Regions from separate parts of the Sus scrofa genome. Here region 2 is linked to region 1. A link is a contact called in public HiChIP or PLAC-seq data. All regions are on one chromosome and are shown on one strand. The core of a region is the stretch at or near the end of the contact, and the rest is flanking DNA. Distances in the headings are between cores, read along the strand shown. Region 1 overlaps ZC3H12D (probable ribonuclease ZC3H12D). Region 2 overlaps LOC110259965 (a long non-coding RNA gene).

What was found. HiChIP or PLAC-seq counts read pairs in DNA pulled down with a chosen protein or histone mark.
Region 2: a contact with region 1 is called in an H3K27ac HiChIP or PLAC-seq map of alveolar macrophages. The contact joins two enhancer-like sites. A contact is called at or near these places in 1 of 47 Hi-C or Micro-C datasets (embryonic fibroblasts) and 1 of 2 datasets of contacts at active chromatin or transcription factors (alveolar macrophages).

The regions. Positions count from the first base shown.
Region 1 is chr1:16,498,408-16,505,446 of Sscrofa11.1, reverse strand. It overlaps ZC3H12D (probable ribonuclease ZC3H12D), which reads right to left. Exons shown (of 6, transcript XM_003121158.4): 6 at 6,473-7,039. Among named protein-coding and RNA genes, the nearest start is that of ZC3H12D, 38 kb to the right of the region's middle. Within about 2 kb of position 3,601, at least 13 of the 83 cell types and tissues checked have an H3K27ac peak or open chromatin away from gene starts, as enhancers often do. A contact at or near this core is called in alveolar macrophages, where this site is marked.
Region 2 is chr1:17,236,940-17,243,978 of Sscrofa11.1, reverse strand. All of the region lies in intron 2 of LOC110259965 (a long non-coding RNA gene), which reads left to right. Among named protein-coding and RNA genes, the nearest start is that of UST, 100 kb to the right of the region's middle. Within about 2 kb of position 2,623, at least 7 of the 83 cell types and tissues checked have an H3K27ac peak or open chromatin away from gene starts, as enhancers often do. A contact at or near this core is called in alveolar macrophages, where this site is marked.

The DNA of each region.
Region 1 (7,039 bases), core at 2,352-4,851:
GAAGATTTGTCCCTCAGACCGGCTTCCATTCTTTTCCTTTTCTTATTGCTTTTGTAACAGCTTATTGAGGTATAATACACATACCTACAAGCCGCCCATTTAAAGTATATGACGCAACAGTTTTTGGTACATGCACAGAGTTGTACAACCAACGTCATGATCAAATTTAGAACATTCTCATCACGCCCTGTAGCCTTTAGTCATCCCCCCCTTACTTCTCCCAACTGGCACCAGAAATCAGATTACATTTTCTAGAGTTTTACAGAAATGGAATCATACAGTAGCTTTTCCTGTTTGATGGACTTCTTTGACTCGGCATCACTATTTTGAAATTAATTCATGTTACACCTGCTTTTACACCGTTCTTTCCTTTACACGGCTGAGTGGCACTCCATTGCATGGTTACGCTACAAGCTGTTTATTCAGTCACTTGATAATAGACATTCAGGGTGTTTCCAGTATTTGACTATCACAAATAAATCTGCTATAAAAATTTATGTGTTGGAGTTCCTGTTGTGACTCAGCAGGTTAAGGACCTGATGTCCCTGTGAGGATGTGGGTTTGACGCCTGCCCTTGATCAGTGGGTTAAGGATCGGGCATTGCCACAAGCTGCAGTGTAGGTTGAAGATGTGGCTAAGATCCGATGTTGCTCTGGCTGTGGCGTAGGCTGCAGTTGCACCTCCAATTTGACCCCTGGCCCTGGAATTTCCATATGTCGCAAGTGTGGCCATAAAAAGGAAAAAGTTTATGTGAAAATCCTCATCCCCCCAGCAGTCCCAGCAGACAGCCATGCCTTCTGCTTCTGCTTCACAAAGAAAACAACTGTCCATCCCTGCCTGGAATGGTCTTGGATCTGAAAACTCTGCCTTGAGCAAGCCTCCCAGGAAGGAGTATCCTTCGGGCTCCCTCTGGATGGAGAAGCACTGAGTCCTCCCACCAGAGGCAGTGACTCTAGCACAGCCCTCACCCCAAGAAGGAGGCTTGAGTCCCAGGGTCCAGGGGGCCACAGGCCCTGGCTGTGCTCAGAGACTCTGTCACAGGCTAACCCATCAGAATCCCTTTGGCTCAGCCCCCAGCAAGGAGCGGGCAGGAGCCAGCGGCAGCCATGCCATGCGACAAGCCCTGGTCAGTCTCCTTGGAGGTTTCTGGAAAGGGGTTAAAAGCTAGAGACGATGAGTGACGAGGTCCAGGGAGTCCAAAGGATAACTGCCACTCTGTCTGAGATGAGGCTGAGCTCTGACCGGGGTGTGAACCCTGAGGGCAGGGGCCACACGGTCAGGACCTGGGGCGGAAGCAAAAGGGAACCCTCCTTGGCTCAGCGGCTCCTAGCTCACTCCGGGTAAACAAGCCGAGGAAAGCCCCGGGCCCCGGGCAGGGCTGTGCCAACAAATCAAAGGTCAGCGGAGCCATAAATCAACTGTATTTACACCAAACCCATCATGAAGAGTTATTTTAAAACAGGAATTGACCAAAAAAATTCCCTGGAGCTGAATCAACTCAAAGAACACAAACAGAGAATGGGAAATGTCCATCTCCCTCCTCTCCCAGGCGGTAGGTCCCAGAGGCCTCCGCAGTGAGAGCGGCCCGCTCGCCCTGCAGTAGGTCCCTCCCAGATCTAAGTGTTCGTGCCTGGGGTGCCTTGAGACGATGGGTCTTGGCCAAACAGCCGCTGCAGCCAGCAGACAGGCGATTGTGCGGGGTGGGGGATGGTGCCTCTCAAGATCCTTCCAACTTCCTGGGGACCAGGGCCTGCCCAGGATGCTCACCAGACTGACATCAGCCTAGTGCTACCCGGCCTCTAGCCCTGGAGGATTTTCTTTTATTTAAATATGCAGGTGGGAGTTCCTGTCGTGGCGCAGCAGAAGCGATCCGACTAGGAACCATGAGGTTGCGGGTTCGATCCCTGGCCTCACTCCGTGGATTAAGGATCTGGCATTGCTGTGAGCTGTGGTGTAGGTCGCAGACGGGGCTGGGGTCTGATGTTGCTGTGGCTGTGGTGTAGGATGGCAGCTGTAGCTCTGATTGGACCCCTAGCCTGGGAACCTCCATATGCCAAGGGTGTGGCCCTGAAAAAACAGCAAAAATAATAATAATAATAATAAATAAATAAATATGCATGCATGTACAGAAGGAGGTCTGGAAGGATCTACAGCTTGGTATTATCAGATGTCAATTCAAGATGCCTGCATTTTCTGCATCTTCTATAATGAATGTGTATTTTATTATTTTTTGAAGGCAAGGAATTTTGTTTGTTTAGCAAGGAATTTTTTTTCTTTCTGTTACCAAAGTTACTAGCTGTAGAAGATTTAGAAAAGTATAGGAACCAAAGAGAGAGGGTCACCTGTAATCATAATCTCCCTGCCCAGATATATTCTCTTGATCTGTGAGTAAATTTTCTTTGGTTCTTTGCTGGAAACGTGTATTTTTCAAACCAAAAAAAGAGATCATATGTTGCAGTCTTTTTTTTCTTTTCTTTTCTTTTTTTTTTTTTTTTTTTTTTTTTTTTTTTTTTTTTTTTAGTGACTGCACCCACAGCATATGGAAGTTCCTGGACCAGAGGATTGAATCCAAGCCACAGCTGCCACTTATGCTGCTGCTGAGCTGGGGCCAGAACCTGCACCTCTGCAGTGACCCAAGCCGCTGCAACCAGATTCTTAACCCAAGGCGCCACAGCAGGAACTCTGATACATTCTTTTTTATAACCTACTTTTCAATGTACACTCCACATTTTCTGCCATTAACACCCTCCTAAGATACGGTTTCAGTGGCTTACAGTGTGCTTTTTGTCTGTTTGTTTTGCTTTCAGTATTCTCTTAAATGGATGTAGCCTGCATCGACTCATTCCTTCCAATGAGGTCTTCAAACAAGAAACATTTCTCTCTAAACCACAAGCAAATGGTCGTACTGCTATTCTCCAAACAGGCTTCTCATAGGCCGACATACAGTAGGACTGCATTTTCCTGCCCCAAGGGAGTTAGGTGTTACCATGTCCCTTGTTTTGGCCAATGAAATGTGAACAGCAGTGAACCTGGCCATCTGAGAGCGGTCTCTGCACTCAGAGTCCAGCCAACCTACCATGGACACAGAGCACATAGCGAAATGAACTCTGTGATTTCATTGGGGGGTGGGGACCATTTTGTTTCTGTAACATAACCTTGCTGGCCCTGCCTGCCTGGGCTCTGGGCTGATGGAGAGACAAGGTTAAAGACAGAATCCCAACCATGGAAGGGTGTGCATCTTGTTAGGGACATCCAGCTTAATGACAAGGAAAGAGCTGGGATAGGAGCCACCAGTGACCATTCAGAGCCAGAGCACCGTGGAGCAGGCAGGAAATGTCTGGCCCCCGAAAGAGAGAGAGAAAGGGGCCCGTCTGGAGAACACACTGCCATAAGGAGAGACGTCCTGTCTCCATCCTGTGCTTCTCATTCTTCCTCTGGAGAAAAAAAATGCCTCCACAGCCTGCCTCATCAGGAATGGCAGCCGTGAAACTCTTCAAGGCTTACTGTGGCTGGTCGTAATCAAGCAGACACTTGAAGACAAGGGCAAGGTGACTTCAGATAAAATCAACACTATTGCGGTTTTCCAATCCTATTTGAGTCATCACTCCCCACAGCTACAGGCCCTGACCACAGTTGTCATCTTCTCATTCAGCCAGTCAGTGTCCGTCAGTGTCTGCTGGTCAACCAGTAGATGTCAGTCAGTCAGTCAGAACCTGTTAGTCAGAGTCAGTCACCCAGTGTCAGTCATCAGAACCTGTTAGTCAGAGTCAGCGTGCTGATGTCTCTTGGTGTCAATCTGTCAATCATTGTCAGTCAGCATCTGTTAGTCAGCCTCTTAGTGTCTGTCAGTCAGTGTCAGTCAACCCATCAATCATGGTCAGTCAGCCGGCCGGTCGGTGTCTGTCAGTCATGGGGTCAGTAAATACAGCATCCAGCTGGTTTCTGAGTGCTGTGCCCATCTGCCTCTGTTTAGTTCCGCAGCACCCTTCCTGTTTCTGGGCAGGGGGATAGGTGCGTCATTCCTCCATGAGGACAGAGAGGTGACGTTGTTTCCTCAGGAATTCAGATTAAAGTAATTACCAAGTTGGGTCAGACCTTCGACCCTTCATTTTCAGCCTGGCTGCCAGATGCTGGGCTGAGCTGTCGTGATCCAGAGAGCTTCCTGAGGGCATCGGCTCAAAAGTGACTGAAAGGGAACCAGGTCACCTTTAGACTCTGAAGAGCCACTTCCTCCCCCACAGGGGTTTGGCAGTCTCCCACCTAGGTGCTCATCTGGCCACAGTCCCAGGACTAGCAAGATCAACACAATGATACCTCGGGCGCTGTAGCAGCAGCCCCTTCCAACTTCCTCCCACAGACAGCTGTCTGTGGATGCAATGAAGGGAGCAGCGAATAAACACACAGCTCCCATCTCAGGTGGGGCCAGCATTGGGGGGTGGAGGAGAATGGGGCCATCCTAAGGTCTGGTGCACTTGAAACCCAGCTGGACCCTACAGAGAATTCCCCAGGGACAGACCTCCTGTTTTCCCCCACTTCTTGCTTATAGAAAAGCTTTGGTCTCCTAGGCTTTCCCCGAGTTCCAAAGAACAGTCTCAAGGGGTTCCCATTTTGGCTCAGTGGTAACAAGACTGACTAGTAGCCATGAGGATGCAGCTTCCATCCTGGCCTCACTCAGTGTGTTAAGAATCTGGCATTGTCGTGAGCTGTGGCTGTGGTGTAGGCTGGAAGCTGCAGCTCCGATTCAACCTGTAGCCTGGGAACTTATATATGTCACACATGGCACCCTAAAAAGCAAAAAAAAAAAAAAAACCAAAAACAGACAACAGACTCAAGCAGTTAATGATTAGAGAAATGGAAAAGCAGAAACAAAGGAAAAGCGGTCAAGCAAAAAAGCAATAATAACCTAAATAATAAGTCAGCCATAAAAAGAATCACAAGACTCCTCGTTTCTCCTTGAGGGTTATAGATAAGCTTCTGACTCACATTTTTAAGTTGTTTTTACGGAAGCCAGGGCCCCACCAGGTGAAAACTGCCAACCACACACACGTGGACCATAGACTGGTGGGACCAGAAAGTTGATGACTGAGATTCTCGAAACATCACCTGTTACCTCACCTCTAACCAATCAAAATACTGCACACAAGCTGATATGGACCCTAAAACCCTCACCCCTAATGTTGCCTTAAAAAATCCTGCCTGAAAGCCACTGGGAGTTTAGGTCTTTTGAGCCCGAGCTACCCGTTCTCCTTGCCTGGTGCCCTGCAGTGAACACTGTACTTTCTTTCACCACAACCCAGTGTCAGCAGCTTGGCTTTGCTGTGCATAAGGTAGCTGTTCTGTCTGCCTGAACACTGTTCCCACTTCTTCAAAGGAACTGCTCACCACCCCTAACAACTCCTCACAAACCCTGAGGATTCACATGTGAGTTGACAGTCAGTGCAGCCCTCATGCTGGCCAGAGGTGGGCCTGAGACCAGCTGGACCTCTCAGTGTCTGGTTGGGGTGGACACATGATCCAAGTCAGGCCAATCAGAATTCTTCCCAGGATTTTTCTGCAGCTGCTTAAATGTTTTTTTTTTTTTTTTTTTTTTTTTTAAAGGCTGCACCCGAGGCATATGGAAGTTCCCAGGCCCATCGGAGTTGTTGCTGTCGGCCCACGCCAGAGCCACAGCAACCCCAGATCCAAGCCGAGTCTGCAACCTACACCACAGCTCATGGCAACGCCAGACCCTTAACCCACTGAGCCAGGCCAGGAATTGAAGCCACAACCTCATGATTCCTGCTCAGATTCGTTTCCGCTGCGCCATGACGGGAACTCCTCATGGTGGGATTTCTGATTCCAATTCCTTCCTCCAGTTCTCAGAGCCCCCTCCCCATCACCATTCCTTAATGACTCTTCCACTCACCATCCCCTCCTGTGCTTTTCCCTCCCACAGGAGACTTTTCTCCCAGAGGCAGAGAGCCATCCTCGTGCCAGCTGGAAGTCAGATCTTTGCTCCTCCTCTGAGCTCTGTGTAAAATCTTGAGAGCAGAGATTCATTTGATCTGGAACAATGCCAACATAAGTGGCTTCCCTCGCCTCTAGGGCCCAACCCGCAGCATTCTGCTCTTGTGTCTCAAACCACCTTCCAGAGGCCTCTGGGAAAGCTCCACCAAGTAGCAAACATGATACAGCCCTGGGAGCCTCAGATCTGAGTGAGGGGGACTCTGCCTGTGTTCTTGGGAACAGCCTGCAGAACATCCAGCAAAGGCAGGTCCTCTCCTTGGGCTTTGCTGCTTCTCGGGGAAAAGGTGAATTCCAGTTCTCTCCCTGCCACCCCCCCACCCCCGCCACCCAAAGTGGGAAATAACACAGACTAAAGCAGCCATAACCTCAGCCTTCACACCCACAATATTTAACGTGAGAAACCAGCCTAGGGGGGAAAGCTGACACAAGAGAAACTGATATACAGTTGGACAATGGAGAGTCCATGTGTGGGTAAAGTGATTTATTTTTGGAACACAGTAACAGCTATGCAGCCTGGAGCAGTTCTTGCACCCATCCCATTCACGTTTTGTGTCACAAAGACATACCAAGACTTTGGAAAAAAATCCAAAGGGGATTACATTGAAATGTGCTATTTCTTCACTTGTTTTTGTGCGTGTCTTAATCACAGCGAACCAAATAAAATAGCTTTACAGCTTACTAAAACTCAAACTTGTCCTCAAAGGAAGCAGTTTAAACATCTCTAACTGTAAATCAGCAATGCAGGGATTCCATGTCAGGAAACAGACCCAAGAGACAAAAGCAGCTCTAACATAAAGCTTGTCTTGTCAAAAGGAAACAAAACAAAACAACACACCATGAGGGAAATCCAATGTATCTAGAAGGAGTAGGTCCTCTTCAGGACTGAGGTCCCAAAATAATAAGGTACAATTGTGGGTGCCCTCTTCAAGAAAAAAAAAAAAAGAAAAAAAAAGTGAGGAAGAGACCTGGCAGAATCCACGCTAAGAAGTTGATTGAAAAAGATGCGAGGCATCACGGGGGACACCACCCGTGA
Region 2 (7,039 bases), core at 1,374-3,873, 740 kb before region 1:
TTCTGGGGAGTTATTTTGCATTTCTTGGCTTAAGTTTAAGCATGAAGAAGTCTCAGAAATGCTCCCATTAGCATGACCTGAGATATCTATTTATAAACATTTTGATTACATTATGATTAAAGCAAGTTGATTAAAAGGAAGGAAGGTAAAATTTAAGTTCTGTAATGAGTGGATCTGGTGAGTTTAGAAAATTCCGTGAAATGTTTCTCTAACACACTTATAGTCTCTGAGTGATAAAAATGATAATGATTCTAGCTTGTCTTTATTGAGTGTTCATTCCTAATATTAATAGGTAACATTTATTGCTATTATTAAAAACAGCTGGTATCATTTACTGGGAATGATTCCAAATACTTTACATGTATTATCTCATTTAAAACTCATAAGACCCCTGTGAGGAAGGTTTAATAACTTGTCAAGTCCATATAGTTGTAAGAAGCAGTACTGCAATGTACCAAAAATAGTTTCATAATGTGTTACCTTCTTTAAATTACGGAATAGCCGTATGAAGAAGATATAAATAATTCCATTTTAAAAAAGACGATGATAGGTATCAAGAAGTCACTTATTAAAGGTTACATCATGCAGCTATCAGTAGTGATGGAACTGAAGTCAAGCTGCCTCTAGAATTTGTGCTTTCTTTTGTTTCATCTTCTGGAATCCAGAATGGCTGATGCAGCCCTACCTGGATTGGTCTTGGACTCTGCTGTGAACTACTGGTTTTCTTCTGTGGGGTGGCTTCTACCACACTGCCCCCTGCTGGTCTGGGGTGTAGATGGTGGCATCAAGGGTCTGCTCAGCTCCTCAGGATTCCAAAGAGGGGCAAGAAAATCCTCAGCGGTCTTCACCAGCCTTGTTCTTCAGATTGTTAGCTCCTTGGGTGATACCAGCATTCCAGAGATTCTTGGCTTGTGGATTTTCAGAAGTTTCTTCACTTTCTGCTGCCAGGGACCATTAGGGAAAGGAGCTGGGGAACCTTTGCTGGGGGGACGGGCCTCGTTTTCCTGGAGCATGAGTTTATGTAGCAGTTGACAAGGATTAGGAGAGTGGCGTGAAAGGTCAGTGACCATGACTTATCATCTTAGAGTGTCCGATGACTAATAACAAATCTGTTGTATTTTTAATCCTGTTCAGAAGAAAATGAAGCAACTAGCTACTCAGGGGCCTCCGTATCTTTATAATTAATCTTTTGGTCGATCTGAGGTGCTGAGTCATATTATGTATATCAAGAATTCAGGAAACAAAATAATCTCCCTAAAGTCTCATGAATTATGTATATAACACTGGAATATATATATACACATACACACATATATATAGTTATATAGTTACATGTATAGAATCTACTAAAGTATATGTTCACAGTCTTCATTTGTCTGTCTGATCTCTTTATGTCTTGTGCCATGTTTGAATTATGCTTCATAAATTTTATTATGCTGAATACAATGACTTTTGCCAGCAAGCTTTCTGGAACCAGTTCTACAGTGGTAGTAGTGACCTAGGTTCTGGGTGAGAAGGTCACTTCTGAAATGGTGCCCTGGGAGGAGGGTCCCGAGCTGAGTCAGCGTAGCAGATAGCACAAGCAGAGTGGAGAACTGGACTGAGGTCATGGCTGGGAAAGAAACAAGCCTGGGGAGCAAGAACAAAATGGAAATAATTAGAGACTGAGCTGTGATGTCAGCTCCCAGGTAATGATAAGGTCCTTCATAGATTTGCCAAAAAAGTCCAACATCAGCTATGTTTTTGTCCTTGCATTTGTTCTGTAAGTTTCGTCAAGGTAGACAATAAAAGCAAAGCAAACTTACAAGCTCTCTGTAATGGTTTTTCTTTTGTGCCATCTCTATTCCAGACGGTATCTTTTCTGCCCAGGCTCACTTCTTCTCATGGCAGTTTTCTGAAATGAAACATAGTAAAGAACTTCCAAATGAAGGAATAAACAAATGCACGAGAATTTAGAGACTCGATGCAAATACAGTTTCAGCACTTCAGCCACAGAGAGTTGAACTGCATCTGCTGTTGTTATCAGCTGAATCCTGGCTGCTGCTTTCACAGCAAGGCTGTCCAGCTTTCAGAGGCATCCCCCTTACGTGACTTCAGAGGCCTGGCCAAGAACTTCAGAGAGCACAAATGTTATTTGGTCCATGATATCTTCAAAAAAGTGTTCCCCAGAATCATGAAGGAAGAGAGCTCAAAGACCTGACTGGAGGTTATTTATCTAGAATTGATTAACCAAGCTGAAAGAGCCCCATTCACCCAGCAGTGCCACAGAGAAGTTTGTGAAATCAGCTGAGAGATGAATGATACTTTGTTAATTTAATCTCACCTTAGATCACTGAGCTCTTTGATCAGAATACGTTCATATTTTCTCTTTCCAGAATTTATCTCAGAGGACCTAAAGCATTCTTTTTTGTTATTTACAGGAGATGTGGTGATGATATCATTTGCAAAATAACGTAGTGGAAATAAACCTGCTAATTTACATTCCTTAAAACGTAAGCTGTTAACTTATGAGTAACATTAACCTGATATTTCTTATAAAGCTCCTTGCTTGCCCCGTCCACTCACATAGAGGTCGAGCACTGCTATCGTGAGTAATGGCCACTTTCTGCTTGTCATCCCCATCCAGATAAATTTACTTCCCTCATCTACGCTCTGCTTCCCTGCATCTAGTTCATTCAGATGCAGACTAGGATGAGGCTTGAGGGTCAAATAGAAACAGCTCAAAACTGACTTCACAGGTGGGACAACCCCCCTCCCCCCCAACACATGTACCACGTGGTGCACTCTTGCTTTAGGACTGGACCGAGTAACAATGGATGTACTGTGGATGAAAAGGAGAAACGAAAGGGGAAGTGTCAAAACCATGGTTCCTCAGTAAATCCAGACGTATTCAAATGCTGACTATATGCTTATTGTGCTCATGCGTCAGCATGGTGACATTTCCCTTGGGAATTTAAATGGCATGAAGACTACTGAGTCCTCTAGATAAACCTGTGTTCTGTCTGGTATCCTATATGACTGTGATGTGGATGGTCAATAAAACATCCTAGGGCTTGGTTTCTTTTTAGGGCCGCACCCGCAGCATATGGAGGTTCCCAGGCTAGGGGTTGATTCGGAGCTACAGCTGCTGTCCTACACCACAGCCATGGCAACGCCAGATCCTTAACCCACTGAGCGAGGCCAGGGTTTGAACCCATGACTTCATGGTTCCTAGTCAGAATCATTTCTGCTGCGCCACGATGGAACTCCTAGAAAGAATAATTTTATCACCCTTTTTTGTGTATGTGACTTGGTAATGAAGTTTATTATTTTTAAAAATAAATTTTTTTGGAGTATAGTTGACTTACAAAGTTGTGTTCCTTTCAGGTGTACAACAAAGTAAATCAGTTGTACATATATATACAGCCATTCCTTTTCAGATTATTTTCGCATATAGGTTGTTAAGTTTACTATTTAATAAGCAATTATCCAATAGTGCCATATTTTGCCATCATAGCAAAAGATACTTTGAGGAGAATCAGTTGCAAAAGCCATAGGAAATAAGTACTTGTACATAAATGAACTAATTTGAAATGCAGGTGAGAAAGTTTGTGTTATCCTGGAGAGGTCAGAACGGGGTGGGGTGGAGCATTGTTAGCAGCAGGCAGGTTCTCTGGGTGCCTGGCTAGGCCAACAGTGTGAGGGGACCCAGAGCGGGCTCAGTATCTGCTGAGGCATCAATAAGCTCTGACTTATTCTGAGACAAAGCAGAAATCCCAACTCAAGGGGAAAGACAAAGCATGAGTTTCAAACCGTAGTTTGGCTGTTGCTATAGTTGTCTTTTATTGGCTCAGGCATAACTGTGGGTATTTTAACCCCATGTAGAATAATTAATTTTCTGTTTATGAAGAGAGTCCACACAGGTTATGAAATCAGAGCCTCAAATAGTTCTGTAAAATGGGTATCATTTGCCAATTAAGTCAAGAAATGTCACTTGTAACTAAGAGTTTCCATTCAAACTTAGGTGTCCTTACTCCACATTTAGTGCCTGGCATTTAGTTATGCTGGGTCCCTGGGAAATAGCTGTATGTTAATTATTAAGGTCAATTTTAAATTTCTCCAGAGTTGAACAAAATTGGGATAACACACTGAGCTTTTCTCAAGAGATTGGTACAATGGTCTGCTGAAGTGAAAGTTTGCTTTGCAACAGAAATTGCTAATAATTTTGTAAATGAGGTTAATGGACCCATTTGGATGATGTTAAAATGTATTTACCCAAACATGTTTTGCAGCTTTATTTCCTGGAATCCAATTGTTATAAACAGTGGCACCATAGTAAACACAGAAGTGTAATTTTGCTAAGGAGTTTATTTTGGCCAGAGCAATCAGATTGATTAATTAGTAAAAGGATGATAAAGACCTTGGGGGGGGAAGTACTTAAATATGACATTTGAAAACCTTTCTAAACATGGATGTTAACTCTTTAAATATTTTGAGAGAAAAACTAGAGATTTGTAACACTAGGGAATTGCTTAAGTTTCTTTATCTGAATTTAAAATAATTATCATGTAATTCCTATAGATTATCCAGCTCTGAAATGAAATAAAATGGTATGAAATAAATGCAGGGATTTGATAAAGCATGATCTTCTTCAGGGACAGAAGGATTTATATTTATTGCATTTTTATTTGCACCAGTTGGTCTAATAAAGATATTTTTCATATTTAAAAAAATAGGAGGTTCTGATTTTTCTCCTTTATGGAACATACCTATCAAATAAGATACTTAAAAAAACTTACAGAGTCCTCCTGAATGTTTGTCATTTTTGAAAATATGCCTGCACGTTTCCCGCCAGCCTGAGTGTGGAAAACACATAGTGTTGTGGCAAGACCCTGAGGTTATCGTAACAGTTGAGTGAAAATAAAATAATGCCCTTGAAAGCTTCTGGCGCATAGTAGACCCTCAATAAGCAGGCATTAAATTCTTCATGGAGTTGGAAATTTATGGGCAAAAAAAAAAAAAAAAAAGAATTTATTTGGAGTTTCACTTTCAAAAATCTTAAAAATCGACTTGGCTCCAAACTTTCAGCAAACATGCATTGTGTCCTTATGCAGTTGAGACCTTGGAGCCCTGTGCTATTTTCCCACAGCAGTGTAGTTCACGTGCCAGTGTTAACTGCATGCAGAGCTTATTTTGTCTTCATTAGCAAGAGCTGACAAGAGACCCAGTTTTCTTAGCCTCAGCTAAGAAAGGAGGAGTCAGCTTTGATTAACTTGCCATACTTCCTTCAATTTCACTGAATTAGTCATCTGGAGGCAAAACTACCATGTGAATCAGCTGTTTCTCTATTCACACCAAGGCCATATGAATGCCTAGTTCTGCATAGGTATTCTGTTTTCACATATAAAAATGTCAGCTAATTCTATTGTTTCTTAGCCCAGCTACTTTTTCCCACCTTTTTCCTTTCATAGAGAAAGGAAATTTATATTTATTTATTTATTTATATTATTTTTTAATAGTTATTTCCCCAATACAGTTTTTTTCTACTGTACAGCATGGTGACCCAATTATAGATACATGTACACATTCTATTTTCGCACATTATTACGCTCCATCATAAGTGACTAGACATAGTTCCCAGGGCTACACAGCAGGATCTCACTGCTAATCCATTCCAAAGGCAATAGTTTGTATCTATTAACCCCAAGTTCCCCAACCACCCCACTCCCTCTCCCTCCCCCCCCTTGGCAACCACAAGTCTATTCTGCAAGTCCATGATTTTCTTTTCAGTGGAAAGGTTCATTTGTGCCTTATATTAGATTCCAGATATAAGTGATATCATATGGTATTTGTCTTTCTCTTTCGGACTTACTTCACTCAGGATGTGAGTCTCTAGTTGCATCCATGTTGCTGCAAATGGCATGATGTCATTCTTTTTTATGGCTGAGTAGTATTCCATTGTGCATATATACCACAACTTCCTAATCCAATCATCTGTGGATGGACATTTGGGTTGTTTCCATGTCTTGGCTATAGGTGCATGTGTCTTTTTTAAGGAAAGTTTTGTCTGGATATATACCCAAGAGTGGGATTGCTGGGTCATATGGAAGTTCTATGTATAGATTTCTAAGGTATCTCCATACCGATCTCCATAGTGGTTGTACCAGCTTCCATTCCCACCAACAGTGTAGGAGGGTACTCTTTTCTCCACATCCCCTCCAGCATTTGTTATTTGTGGACTTATTAATGATGGCCGTTCTGACTGGTGTGAGGTGGTATCTCATGGTAGTTTTGATTTGCATTTCTCTAATAATCAGGGATGTTGAGCATTTTTTCATGTGCTGTTGGCCACCTTTATATCTTCTTTGGAGAACAGTCTATTCAGGTCTTTTGCCCATTTTTCAATTGAGTTGTTGGCTTTTTTTGCTGTTAAGTTGTATAAGTTGCTTGTATATCCTCGAGATTAAGCCCTTGTCCATTGCATCATTTGAAACTAGTTTCTTCCATTCTGTAAGTTGTCTTTTTGTTTTCTTTTTGGTTTCCTTTGCTGTGTAAAAGCTTGTCACTTTGATTAGATCCCATTGGTTTGTTTTTGCTCTTATTTCTGTTGCTTTGGGAGACTGACCTGAGAAAATATTCATAAGGTTAATGTCAGAGAATGTTTTGCCTATGTTCTCTTCCAGGAGTTTGGTGGTATCTTGTCTTATATGTAAGTCTTTGAGCCATTTTGAGTTTATTTTTGTGCATGGTGTGAGGATGTGTTTTAGTTTCATTGCTTTGCATGCAGCTGTCCAGGTTTCCCAGCAATGCTTGCTGAAAAGACTCTCTTTTTCCCATTTTATGTTCTTGCCTCCTTTGTCAAAGATTAATTGACCATAGGTGCCTGGGTTTATTTCTGGCTTCTCTATTCTGTTCCATTGGTCTGTATGTCTGTTTTGATACCAGTACCACACTGCCTTGCTGACTGTGGCTTTGTAATACTGCCTGAAGTCAGAGACAGTTATGCTTCCTGCTTGGTTTTTGTTCCTCAGAATTGCTTTGGCAATTTCGGGTCTTTTGT